Linked DNA regions of Hordeum vulgare: region 2 is linked to region 1. A link is a contact called in public Hi-C data. All regions are on one chromosome and are shown on one strand. The core of a region is the stretch at or near the end of the contact, and the rest is flanking DNA. Distances in the headings are between cores, read along the strand shown.

Evidence for each region. A called contact is a pair of places that touch in the nucleus more often than the background predicts.
Region 2: a Hi-C map of leaf shows a contact between it and region 1, with 6 times the contacts expected there. The contact joins the enhancer-like site here to the promoter of LOC123448849 in region 1. A contact is called at or near these places in 4 of 6 Hi-C or Micro-C datasets (leaf and seedling) and 1 of 1 datasets of contacts at active chromatin or transcription factors (embryo).

What each region holds. Positions count from the first base shown.
Region 1 is chr4H:436,852,948-436,859,922 of MorexV3_pseudomolecules_assembly, reverse strand. LOC123448849 (ABC transporter F family member 4-like) reads left to right here and starts at 2,498. Exons shown (of 4, transcript XM_045125873.1): 1 at 2,498-2,762; 2 at 2,859-4,552; 3 at 5,476-6,300; 4 at 6,702-6,975. The coding sequence starts at 2,861. The coding sequence ends at 6,300.
Region 2 is chr4H:437,135,867-437,142,841 of MorexV3_pseudomolecules_assembly, reverse strand. No RefSeq gene overlaps it. Among protein-coding and RNA genes, the nearest start is that of LOC123448851, 46 kb to the left of the region's middle. Within about 2 kb of position 3,376, at least 2 of the 3 cell types and tissues checked have open chromatin away from gene starts, as enhancers often do. A contact at or near this core is called in leaf, where this site is marked.

The sequences.
Region 1 (6,975 bases), core at 1,249-3,748:
ATTCATCTTGTGTTGTAGGTTGAATGGGTGCCATATGGTGTCAAGACAAACTTTGGTGATGCACACACGTTTCAGCTGAATCCACTATGCGTGCAGGAAAGACATCTTTGACTAATGCGTTGTCCCCTAATATGCAATTGGGCGGTTGAGTTTCATCTCCCGCATCGTGTGATGCGTCAATTTGGTTACTTTCAGCCACACCCGTCGGAGTGGGTGGACACGGACACACAGCTTCACAGGTAACAAAAAATAATTAGTGATTAGTTTTGTTCTTAGTGTTGAGCGAGCTACTGATGTGTTTTGTTCAAAGCAGGTTGGATAAGAGGAGGCAGCGAAAAATCAAGGATTGGCAGAAGCATCATAATAGCTATGTCGTTATGTTCGAGCAAAGTGTGCAGGCAACTTCGAGCATACAACGAACCCAGTACCGTCAGCATTGTGCTCTTACATTCAGCAACTACCTAAGATGGTTTCAGGAGAGTACTCGTGTCGAGATTTGTCCGTCGGCTTACGAGGAGGACATACTGGAAGAACCCACTGAGTACGATGCACTTGCCCAAGACGGTTACAACAAGTTGATTCGCGAAGGGTACCAAACTTCCTTCGCCCCTGTCCTGAACTTTGTGGTAAGTGTGCTCCCCTATGAAAATTATGAATTCTAGTGGACCTATTCACTTGCACTTATTTGTTGTCATTGTCTTGTGATCATAACGCAAAGAGGTCAAGAAACAAGCAGATGAGTCCGAAGATATTCTAGATAACACACCTGGAGGACAAAAGGGAGAATCTGCACTTCGTCTATTCATAAAGGTGTTGTGTCATTATTATTATTTTGCCCACGAATGCAACATTATAGGTTACCTAATATATGTCATTTATATTTGAATCTAACAGGAACAGGGCAAGAAGTTACAGCGCTTATCCAACATTTTAGGTTGCCGTGACCCTGAATATGTTTCACCTTCCAGATCCGGTTCATCCGAAAGAAATACTCTTGACGATTCAGCTTCTTCGGGCGCTCGTATGGTTGATGGTGACATTACCTCAGCGGCTAATACCCAAAGAAATACTCAGGAGGATGATGTTGACACTCCTCAGGTATGACATAGCCATATAATTTGCACTTTCAACCTTCAAATTTGAACTTTCAACCTTCATATGTATTAGGCTGCGGACGACATGACGTTGAAGGCTTTCCAACGCTCCGCTTACATGTTGAAGCACAGGAAGGAATTTAAGCGCTACTCACCGGATGATTATGCGAAAGGAAAGAATCAGGTGGCCGGGGGTTCTCGTTTGTCAAGGATGAGAAGCATGAACGATGAGGTTGAGGATGACGATGAGTCGGATGACCCGGAGCAATTTGTGGTTGCGAGAAGGAAGAAGCTAGCATCCAAGAGGGGACGAGGCCCCAAGTGATTTGAAGTTGGTGTTGCACTTGTCGAGCTGAACTATTTACTTTTGTTGTGAACTTATTCGAGTTGTGAACCATTTAGTTGTTGTTGCACTTGTTGTGAACCATTTAGTTGTTGGCTATGATGATGATGTCAATAATTGTTGTACTTGATGATTCCTTGGCTTTCAATATGATTGCTGTCAAAATGTCAATAATTTCAGCAGGTTTTCACATGTGTGGCGCATAAGGCATATGCGCCACACATGTGAGTTGTGGCGCCTTAGGCTTAGGCGTCACACATGTGAAATAGACTGGGGGAGGGGGTGGGGAGGGTGGCTGGGCTGTGGCTGTATAAGTCCATGTGTGGCGCCGAAGCGTTAGGCGCCACACATTACAATGTGTGACGTCTGAGGCTTATGCATCACACTGCCTGCGGGGTGACCCCCTCCCTGCCACGTGGTCGGGGGTGTGACGCCGAACACCTAGGCGTCACACAGTACAGTGTGCCGCCTAGGTGTCGGGCACCACACAAAAGGATCAGGCCGGTGAATTATTTTCCTCGCGGGGTCAATCCGTGAGTTCTTTCGTTCCGGGGGGTCATTTTTGTCAACTTTGCCGTGCAACACAGCCTACTGGGAAGGAATAGAACAGGGGAAAGCCGCCCGATCCCCAGGCCACCACGAGATGACGATGATGATGGTGGATGGGCAGGGCAGGTAGCACCGAACCGAATTTTGCTGCCGAGTCACGGACACGTCAGGCGCCCATGGCACGGCACCACTATGTGGCTAGGCCCAGTTGGGCCTGATACGAACGAAACCAAACGAGCAGTCCAGCCAGCTGGATTACCAGCGGCGCAAGCGAAAATAAGCATGTGAACGGCGGCGATGCCTCCGCGGCCGCGACGCGGGCGACTAGTCCAAGCAAGCAAGGCACTCCAACTCCAGCGCCAACGGTCCAACCACTAGCGAGTAGCGAAGTGCCGGTGGAGCTGGCCAAACCCAATCCACCACCCCGCCCCACTCCCACCTACGCGGCGATAAAAGCCAGCCAGCGCGTTCCTAACCCCACCCCACCTCCCCCTACCGTACGCGATGCTTCCTCCGCCCTCCCTCCTCCCCTCGTAACCTCCACCCTGTTCCCCCCTTCCATTCCCCGTTTCCGAGCTGCTCCCCTCCCCGCTCATCAGCCGAGACAGTTCCCGTCACCGCCGCCTTCTTTGACCCGGGCGTATTTATACGCACTCATTCAAAATCCACGGCGCAGAATATTATCCACAAATCCATCCGGGGTTAAGTTAGGGGGCTTCCCTTGCCAGCCGAGGCTGCTGCTCTGCTCTGCTTGCCCCGGTCTCGGCTCTCGACTGGTAACTGGGCGGCTGCTGGCTGGTTTCGGCTGTGTCTCGGGTTGGGATCCGGCGATCTGGTCCTGATTCTCGGTGATTTGGTGTGTGTGTGTGTAGGTATGGGGACGGGAGAGGGCGGGGGCCGCCGGCGGCGGAAGCTCGAGGGGGGCGACGGAGACGACAGCGACGAGGAGTATGTGTTGGAGGAGGAGGATGATGATGAGGAGGTCGACGAGCTGGAGTACGGCCGCGGAGGAAGAGACGCCGCCTCCTTTAGTGCCGGCGAGGAGGGAGGCGGCTCGGACGCGGAGTACGAGGTGGATGACGAGGACGAGGAGGAAGAGACGCCGCGTCCAAAGCGGCCGGTGAAGAGGAATGCGAATCCGGCTGCTGCGCGATCTCGCCGGCGCAGGTATGAGGACGACGACGATTACTCCGAGGAGCAGGAGCTCGAGGAGGATGAGGAAGATCTCGACGGGGAAGAGGAGCCACGGCGGCCGAACTTTGCGACGAAATGTGGTGCCGGCGGCCAGAAAGCGGAAATGCCTCATGTGGCTCAGCGATCTAATCGGCCGAGGCATGCGGAGGAGGAGGACATGGACTTTGATCCTGACTTGGACGAGGGGGAAGGGGACGAGGACACGGATTTCGACCCTGATTTGGAGGGTGACGATGATGAGTTTGAGGACGAGGAAGAGGAGGAACTGGGTGTCAGCCACACCAGAACGATACCGAGGCTTAAGAATACGGTCCGCCGAAACCCCGCTTCGAAGCAGCGACGAGGGAAGAAGAAGAATAGTAATACTAGTAAGGTTTCAAAGCAGAAGGTTCGGAAGCCTGCGCCTGCAAGGCGACGGAGAAAGCGTCCTGTCATCGAGCACTACGAGGATGATGACGACTTCATCGTGGAGGATGATCAGGTCAAGGTAAACCGTAATTCAAGGAAGAAGGCCAGGTTTGGGAGGCAGGTGGAGGTAGACTGGCCAGTGCCAGTTGCCGAGGCAGATATATGGCCGGCTATTGATTCAGACTCATCAGAGTTTGAGTTTGGAACATCCGAAGATGAACCTGAGGGTGAGCCAGTGAGAGCTGCAGTTAGAAAGGGGAGGAAAAAGAGGGGGTTATCGGGGTCATCCTCAGATTCTGAATTCCATGTCTTGGATAAAGAATTGAGTGATGTCAGAGAAGAAGAGGTTAAGACGAAGAAAAGGGTACGCGTCTTGCAGTCATCCTCAGATTCTGAATTTCATTTATCAGATAAGGAAATGAGCGATGTCAGAGAAGAGGTTAAGAGGAAGAAAAGGACATGCGTCTTGCAGTCATCCTCAGAGTCTGAATTCCATGCCTCAGACAAGGAATCGGGTGATATCAGGATAGAAGAGACCAGGAGGAAGAAGAGGTTACTCGTCTCACAATCATCCTCAGATTCTGAATTCCATGTCTCAGATAAGGATGCCAGGGACTCTGGAGAAGCTAAATCTCTGGTGGCTCAGCCCATGCTGTCTGTGTCACCGAAGAGGCTTTGTTTTACAAGGAATGGAGGGGACAAAGGAAAGGAGAAAAAAGAACTAGTAGATTCTGGGAAGCCCTGGTGTGGGATATGCCTCTCTGAGGATCAGAGGATGACTCTGCAGGGAGTGCTGAATTGTTGCTCGCACTACTTTTGCTTCGCGTGCATCATGGAGTGGTCTAAGGTCGAGTCAAGGTGTCCATTGTGTAAGAGGCGGTTCAACACGATTACCAAGTCATCAAAAGTGGGTCTTGGTTTGGAGCTGAAAAAATCTGTAATTAAGGTCGAAGAGCGTGATCAGGTAAAGTCTCCTTGCTGTAGTTGTTATATAATTTTAGATCTGGTAACAATTAAGTTGCTATTTCATTTCATTTTTTTATGGGCGAGCAATTCAACACATGATTGGTAAACATCTTAATTGTCATTCTGCGTTTGAGGATTAATCTATATAGTAGTCTTATACTTGGTCTTTTATTGGTAATTAACTTCTCCATTTCATTCATTTCTGTTATATTTGTTGATTACCATGTCACTGAAAAATTGTCAGTAACAAAAGCGCATCGCTAACATATGTAACAAGGTTCAGTTACAACACGGAAGATATTTAAATTTGGGACCAATATGTTCTGAATTACTTGTGGACTGTTACTTTAAGTAAGATTTCATGAATGCGTACCTCAATCCTTAATCATGTCTGCAAGCATTTTGCAATCATTTGCCTTTCTGGTATGCCTGGATCTTTAATGTTGTAAGCATTTCTTAGGCTTCTTGTTGTTCTCCGCAAAAAAATAAAATAAAAAAATGCTACTCTCTCTGATACATATTACTTGTCTCAGCTCTGGTACTCCCTCTGTAAACTAATATAAGATCGTTTAGATCACTAAAGTAGCGATTTAAAAGTTGTACTAAAGCTGCGACAAGTATGCCCTCGGTAGGCTCTTACAATCAATTTTCAGCAACCTATTTGAATTTTGGTTGATAATATGACCCTGAATTCCGTGATAGTTTATTTTTTCTTGCTATTATTTTTCTTTTAAGCCAGGAGCTCAAATTTTATTGTAGGGGTTACTGTACTTCTAAAAATAATTTAGTAGCCAAATTAAGATATATGCCACTGCAAAGCAGTCGGTCCGAGATGTACCACTAAAAGTACTGCTGTTGAAACCTAAGTCTTAACACCATAGTATGTTTGGTCATATGCTTATTTTCTTGCTTCTTGCACAGGTTTATCAGCCCACTGAAGAAGAAATAAGGCGCTGGTTAGACCCATACGAGAATCTTGTATGCATAGAGTGCAATCAAGGTGGTGAAGATAGTCTCATGTTATTATGTGATATTTGTGATTCCTCGGCACATACATATTGTGTTGGCCTGGGAAGAGAAGTACCTGAAGGAAATTGGTACTGTGGAGGATGTAGACTCAGTGGTGAGGGATCAATGCATCCGAGAAGCCTTACTAACAGCAATTCGGCACAGTTAGGCACGGCTGCACCCATTAGCACATTTGGAAGGTCACCATCAATCAACCCTTGGCAAACTTTTCAAGGGTTTGATCTAAATGTATCGCCTAGGGATATTCCTAGGCAAAATATTCATGCCGATTCACGTGCTTCAACTTTCGGTGCATCAACTCCAACTGGAAGGCTTGCAACTCTTTCTAGAAGACGTAGATTGATCCACATTTTGCTAGATAGACAAAGGCAACCAGTTAGTCAGGACACTGGATATGATGGTGTACAGCACAGTGGCTATGCTCCGAGAGCCGACCCAGACCACAGGAACTTCTCTGCTTCATCAGAATCCCACTCTTTGCAGCACAATGATTCTTTACCAAGAATTGAACCAAATTGCAGGAACTTCTCTGGTCCTTGGGAAGCAAACAGTTCACAAACTCTGCTTGATGACATTCGGGACCAGCACAGTTATTTTTCTTCTGTTCAAGCTCAGAGAAACTCTACTCCATGCCTTTTTGTGGATGGAAACAATTTCCAACATACAGAAAGTGTCAACAGCAACGTCAAGCACACGTGCAGTATAAGTCCTCATTAGGTGAGTGCTGCCTAAGTGAATTGTTCAATTTTAACATGTAAATTGTTTCATATGCTTCATTATATGTACTCCCTTCATTTCATAATTCTTGTCATGGTTTTAGTTCAAATCACCAGAGTCAAAATTTGCGGATCTCGTGAATGAATGAATACTCCACCATTTAGGAATTTATCTATTCCCTCCGTTCCTAAATACAAGTCTTTTTAGAGATTTCACTAGGAGACTACATACGGAGCAAAATGAGTGAATCTACACTCTAAAATATGTCTATGTACATCCGTATGTAGTCCCCTAGTGAAACATCTAAAAAGACTTATATTTAGGAACGGAGGGAGTACTTTATATTTATTGTGAAGTTGGGACATTTATATGAACTAATATATCCTCCTTACTTATTTCAGAATGTCATTCTGTTCTGTTGGTGGCGTGTTGGATCGACCATAAGTAGCACGGACATGCTTCTTACCACACTTTGATATCCTCCCAGTAACTGACAATGCTCTGCCTTGTGACACCGAGTGTGTCTCACTGAATATAGCTGGCCATTGTGCTTCAACTCATCTTATGTGGTCAATGACAGCAGAAAAAGAACATGTTAACCTTTTATTTTAGCTTAGGCTTTCTTTTTTCTTTTGTTTTTGCCATTCATTTGGTCCTAAACACGACCACAAAGTT
Region 2 (6,975 bases), core at 2,127-4,626, 280 kb before region 1:
CTACGAATCGTTTTGGTAGCATGGCACCACGCCACAAAAGTGCACAGGCCGGTCTCCATCCTTTTTGTTCTCATTAATTTCCGGCGTTTGGTGCAAATCATGGGGTCCATCCCGTCCGAAACTCGGAGCGTGTAGTATGGAGTCCCAAGTTGCTGTCAAGAAATGAATTTAAGCGTGGGAGCAAATCTGCTAATGCGAGGCCGAAAGAGAGTATCCTGGCAAAGGTGTCATTAATTTCGCGATCTGTTCTTTTCCCTATCCTCTTTTGTTTTCTTATCACGCGATTATTCATTACTCTTTCCGTTCCTAAATATAAGTCTTTTTAAAGGTTTCACCAGGGATCTACATACGGATGTATATAGACAAATTTTAAAGTATAAATTCACTTATTTTGCTTCGTATATATTTTTCCAATGAAATCTCTAATAAGATTTATATTTAAGAACGGAGGGAGTAGTTTGGTAAAAACGGGTCTTCTTTTTTTTTAAAAAAAAAAGGAGGATGCACCCCCGGCCTCTGCATCTGGACGATGCATTCAACCATTTTATTAATTATTCATCAAGACCTTTACAAAGCAAAACATCAACACGCCCTGAAGCCATCATGTTGACAACACATGTCGCTACACCTATCCAATTGATGAAGGGGTGCCGAATGTCCGGGCCAAATACCAAAGAAACATCGCACCTAACCCTAACATCTAAAGCCGGATGCCCCATCCCAGCCACCCGTCGGAATTGGATGACACACCGGTCCGACGCACCCCCAGTGGGCACCAACGTACACGCTGCAAGGGCCGTCACCTTCGTCTTCCATCGATCCATCCTCAAAGCAGTTACTGATGCATCTACCTTGCGAGGCCTCTCTGCCATCGACGTCAACACGACGCCAGACATCGTCTTCCTCCTGCGTGAGTCCATCGCCACACATCGGACGCTAAGCCTCCACTGTTCCACGCTGCCGAGATCCATCACCATGAATATGTAGGATGAAGCACCACTCCACCAAAGATGTCGTCCATTTGTCCCTCGAGCCCGCGTACACCTCCAAGAAAGACGCCCCCAAGGAGGAAACAACACAAGAGTGCCGTCGTCATCTGATCTGCCGATCTAGGGTTTCCCCCAGGGGTATTGGGTGGAGTTGGGAGCTTCACCTCGATGATGCCTTCATGAAGAAACAACGATAAGGGCGCTGCCATCACCGGCTCGGGCCACTGGCCGAAGACAAGGTTTTCACCCGGATCCGTCCCAAAAAAATCCACCCGGCAACCTGTGCACCGTTCCGACCACCTTCAAAGCCCCAGATCTATCCGCCTAGATCCGACGACCATCCACGACAGCACTGCCATCATAGGAGCCCTGGCGCACCGGCCACTGCCTGAGTGTGCCACCACTGAAGCCTGAGAGAAGGGCTCCCACCCCACCTCGCCTGACCGCGAGAGCCGCTAAGATGGATCCCACGCGCTCGTCACCGTTTCTGATCCGAACGAATCCGTAGTAAGACCACAAGATCGCCGACGCAGATCCGCCTTGGACGGGGACTGCACCACGGCATGCCGTCGCGGACAGCCCGAGCTTAACATGCCGCCACCGTCCAGGGCCGCCGCCCCGGGATCCAGGCCGAACGTAGCCACCACCGAGCCGCCGGCCAGAGTCACCATGGCCTCCGTGACCACTCGGACGCGCCCAACAGCCTGCACCACCCGATCTTCCACGTCGCCTTGCAGCTTCGTCGCCTCCGCCCACCACGTCGTTGCCGCCTTGAGCCATTGTCGGAGGCGAGCCGCCGTGCTGCTGCGACACAGATCAAGGCGAGGCGCCCCAGCGCCGATGGGTGACCCGCCTCACCATATTCGGACACGGGAGGAAAGTGATCCTCCGCCGCCGCCATCGGCCGGCCAGGGCTTCGCACGACGGCTTCATCCAGCGGCGATGGAGGGGAGAACAGGGTGGAAGCGGCCCGGGAGCGGGGTGGATCTCCGCTTGAGTCGCCCTAGCAGGAGGCGACCCAGGCGTACGTCTAAAAGTGGGAAGAATTTCACTTTCCGGCCTCTGCACCAGGGATGCATACAACCATTTTAATATGAGTACCAAGATAAACATGATCCTCGGAATTTTTTAAATGGATATCAAGATTTTTTTGATGAGTGGTTTCACCACACGTCAAACTTGATCCTCAATAAATGGGAGAAAACTCCCTGTGCATTACCTGTCAATTCTAAAAATTGAACTCGGGTCGTTGGGCCGCACAACCGCATGCTTAACCACTGAGCCAAGGCTCTTTTTGCAAAAAAAAAAAAAAAAACCGGATCTTCTACTGGGATGGTTTTTTCCTTAAAAAATTAGAGTGTTTTCGGACCTCTTTAACGACGGATATCCATAATCAGAAGGTGTAGGTTTTGTATACCCTAACTATGTAAAGGCCGGATGCCTGTTCATTGTGTTTGTATCCACTCGATGCCTCATTTTAAGTTAATAAAATTCACTCTTTGTCGAAAAGAAAACTATATTTTTAGAAGTTTTCTTCTTTTTGCGGGGTAGAAGTGTTGTTAGCTGAACCTCCTAATATTCATGAGTTACTTTGCTTAGACTGTAATGCACTGTTGCATGCAGCATTTCGGAGCAAGCAATACGGATGGGCACTAATAGCTATAGCACAGATCAAACGCAGTGTGCCTTCACCTTGCCAAACCTTTATCAGATAACAATGAATCATACGCTAGAATCATACTCGTGCCTCTGCAGGTTACATAGCTGATGAATGTGACACTCGACAACTAAAGTATACACCTTCCAAGGAAAAACCAGAGTAACACACGGCACATCGGCTGCTCGTTTTCATCATATAATTCCCTTCCTTCGAATGATGCTCGCGCACTCGGGATTCGCCTCAGCGAGCGGTGGTCCAACAGTGATCGCCCATGGTGGCCCGTCCATGGATTCGCCGATCTGCTATGCTCGATTTCTAGGCCACAGTATCAGAGACTGGATTATAGCACTGCATCGATAATAATACAGTACTTGATAGTAGCTTCTTTTAGGCTTAGCTTCAGTTGGTATGGATATGATGGTATAGAACGTGATAACACTAACTAGTGGTACTAGGTCAGGTACTGATCCCCAACCCAAGCACGTACCGCCCGGCCGTTGCATGCCGTCTCTTGCATCGGAGGCAAACTTTGTGTGGCCCGTATAGCAGTGTCGGTCTCCGTTGGTGGTTCAAGTGCTAAGCGTTGTGCCAAGAAAGTAAGCAACAACCCCCACCTTACAGTTAAGTGGAAGCAAAGCCATTCCCTCCCCAAACCCTCCATTTCCTTTTCCTACTAAAGCTCGGTGGCGATGCGCGGACCAAAGCTTGGACGGGAAGTGATCGCTCCCCCAGAAACAATTGGGAAGTTTGTTGTTACGTCAGGAGGGAGCGATCGGTGGCTCCCCGTGATCATGCCGTCTATATCTTGCTTGACATCGAAAGCAGCTAGCGGCCTGATTTATGATGAAGCTTGAAAAATGCTCGACAGGAGGAAAAACAATGCGTCGTGTTGCTCACGCCTACCGCTTTGGCTGGACCGGATCGGTTGGATCACTTGCAGGTGTTTTACTGAAAGCGAGATCACTTGCAGCTCTCACGTCGAACTGAGAAAAGAAATGAAGAAAATAAGGACACAAGCTACAAGCCGACGAATAATCCTGACGAAACGCGACTTCAGAGCTATGGTTTCATGTTTCTTTTGCTAACAATGCTGCACCGGAGGCGTCCAAATCCCAGTCTCCTTTAGGCGGCTAGTCGTAACATAGTGTCGGGCAGAGGGGGAATCATGCAGCCGGAGAGATTGGCCTGCCTGCCTGTACTCAAGGAAAATGCAATCATAATCTCTGCTTTTAACTGAATGAATTGAATAATGGCCCATGCTTGCTTAGCAACAGTCCAGAACAGTGTTTTCCACTGTAGATGCACCTGCTAACCACTTTAGGAACTCTTCACCCCTTTCCCCTAGGGCAACTTGGGGAGCAAAATAGGATACTCTGATCTGTCTGGGTTAAAGGAAAGGCATGGTCCTGTCCATTAGTGGAATCTTGTAGCTGCAAATATCGGGGCACACATACACATATATCCCTAGTAAAACGAACAAACGAACACAACCGGTGTGTCCAAGCTTGTTGCTTATTCACCTAAAAAGCCCGCTGTTTATTGGTCATTGTTGGCAAATTGCGTGGAGACCGACACCTAAATTTGAATCTGCGAATCAATTATTTCCGTTTGCCAAAAGAGAGGAGAAAAATGGAAAAGGGGGAGAAGAGATGGTCCAAAGCTGGCTCTGGCTCCTTTTGCTGTGCGGTGGAGCTGGCTGCCTCTGATGAGAAGCACATGACGATGGGCTCAAGCAACACGCAAAAGAAACATATGCGCTCCTGACCCATGGGCCATGGAGTATATATTTCGATCTCTGCTGTAATCAAGGAGGCGGCCAGGTAGGCGGGCCTTGATCTTTGGGGGAATCATGTCTCGCACCGTAAAGGAGAAGGTGATGGTGGCAGCTAGCTTGGCATGTGATTATCCAAATGCAAAGCCGGACAAGTCGGTTGCACAGCAAAAGTGGCTCCGGCGGGAGACGCATGCAGCAGCGATGTGTTGTCAGTCTGCCACCGCCACCCACAAAGATGTTACTACGTACTGCTAATTCAGGGAAGTCGTATCAGTTAATCAGTACCCGAGTACGTGTCAGGCGCATAATTCCCCGAGGCAACGATCAAAAAGGAATACGTGAACATCAACAGCTACCAATGGTTTTTGCAGACATTAATTACTCCCTCCGTCTCAAAATAAGTGTCTTAACTTTGTACTAGCTCTAGTACAAAATTGTATTAAGCTTGAGACAGTTATTTTGGGAGGGAGGGAGTACGATCTTGCCTGTGCATGCAAAGCTTTGGCATACTTTAATTACCGGGACCCCAAAGCTTTACATGTGCGATCCCAGCCGTTCAGCATTTGAGCAAGAAAATACTATGGAGACTTTGGGATTGCATGCATGCCCTGTTTCATGAAGGAATGAGCGTCTGGGATTGCAGCTGCATGTGTTTTTGCCAATGGAAGCGACTAAAAATCTAGCTCAGTTCATCTACTCAGAAAGCGCAAATGATTGACTTCCAAAGCTTCTCCTTTCCTCTTTGTTTATTGAAAGCTTTTCTATTTCGTTCATGAAAAAAGAATCCGTTGATGATCACGCGCCAGTGCTGTAATATTGATACCAATAGCATCTTTCTATAGGTATTTATATAGTCTAACGGAATCATTGCGGGCGCTGCTCGCCACCTTTTTCTCGGTCTGCGGAATGCTGTTAGAGTATATGTATATCCCAAAAGGAGGGGAATTGAAATGAAAACGCAGTGGAAAGCGTTCTTGGATAGGTTACTCAAGGTCTGCTGATAGGCTCGACAGATCGAGCATTGCTAAGTTAACGACCTAGCTAACGCAAATCTAATCCAAATAAGACCAGCCCAGGCTACTTAATCAGAGGATATATAGCTCCATGTAAGAATCAATGGACGAGACGATCATTGCAAAGGGTGGCTAGGCCGGCCTACACAGAATGACTTCCAGCTCACTCTGAACTCCCAAGCTAGGCTTTACGATCACCATGCATTTTACATGGTATCACGATGCGATGTGTGGCCACCTTGAAAGATTTGCCTCCCTGGTATGGTAATGGAGCACTTCCATTTCAGAAGAATGGAGCAGCCACCAGACATTGGTTGTGGACCATACCTCAGATGTACATACCTACCTATGTTCCCACGGACTATATCTCGCATTTGGGATCTCATATTCGGCGCCTTCAGCACCGGTTAGGAAAACCGGCGCCTGTAGCGCTCCTCCTCATGGGCCAGCCCATGTAAAAAAGGCGTTGCTCATTAAATTTTTTAAAGAGCCCACAGAATTTCAAAAAGTTTAGATTTGCAAAAAAATGTTCAATTATTATGAAAAAAGTTCACCGATTTTTGAAAAATATGTTCATGGATTTTCAAAAAGTTCACAGAATTCAAAAAATAATCATTGATTTTGAAAAAACTTCATCAATTTTTAAAAATAGTTCACTGATTTTGAAGAAAGTTCATCATTTTTTAAAAACAGTTCACTGATTTTGAAAAATGTTCATGGATTTTAAATTATGTTCATTGATTTTCAGAAATGCTCACGAATTTCCAAAACAAATTCATCAATTTTCAAAAAAGTTCACAGATTTCAAAAAAAGTTCACGGTCTAAAAATAGTTAATGAAGGATCTCTACATGGGCTGGCCGATTGCGGAGCACTGCACGCGCCGGTTAGCAAATTTTGCCTTTAACCGGTGCCTGTGACGCTAAATAGGTTTTCCCCTTGCATTCAGCGAGAGAATAGATACTCTTGCTGAAGCATATACAGTATTTGGGCAGCCCATCCGCGCCTACATTAAAGGAAAAAGAAATTGAAAAGATGTAGCACACAGGATCGATCACTGGGACCCCTTATCCGCCGTGCGTTGCGGCTAGGAGTCGCGCGCCGCACAGGGGTGGCGCCTCCGACTAGGCCAGCCCATCTTCGGCTCAACCCAACTGGGCCGAACAAGCTTATTTTCTGTTTCAAAAAAATTAATAATTATTTTTCTATTTTTTCCAAATTCCGGAACATTTTTTCAAATTTTGAAACATTTTTTCAAACTCCAGAATATTCTTTTGAATTCCGGAACATTTTTCAAACTCCAAAATATTCTCTCGAATTCCGGAACATTTTTACAAATTTCGGAACATTTTTTTGAAAAATCCAAACCATTTTAAAATAAATTCCAGAACATTTTTTCAAATTCCAGAACGTTTGAGAACATTTTTACAAAATTCCGGAACATTTTTTCGAATTCTGGAACATTTTTTCGAATTCTGGAACATTTTGTCAAACTCTAGAATATTTTTTCAAATTCTGGAACATTTTTTCAAATTCCAGA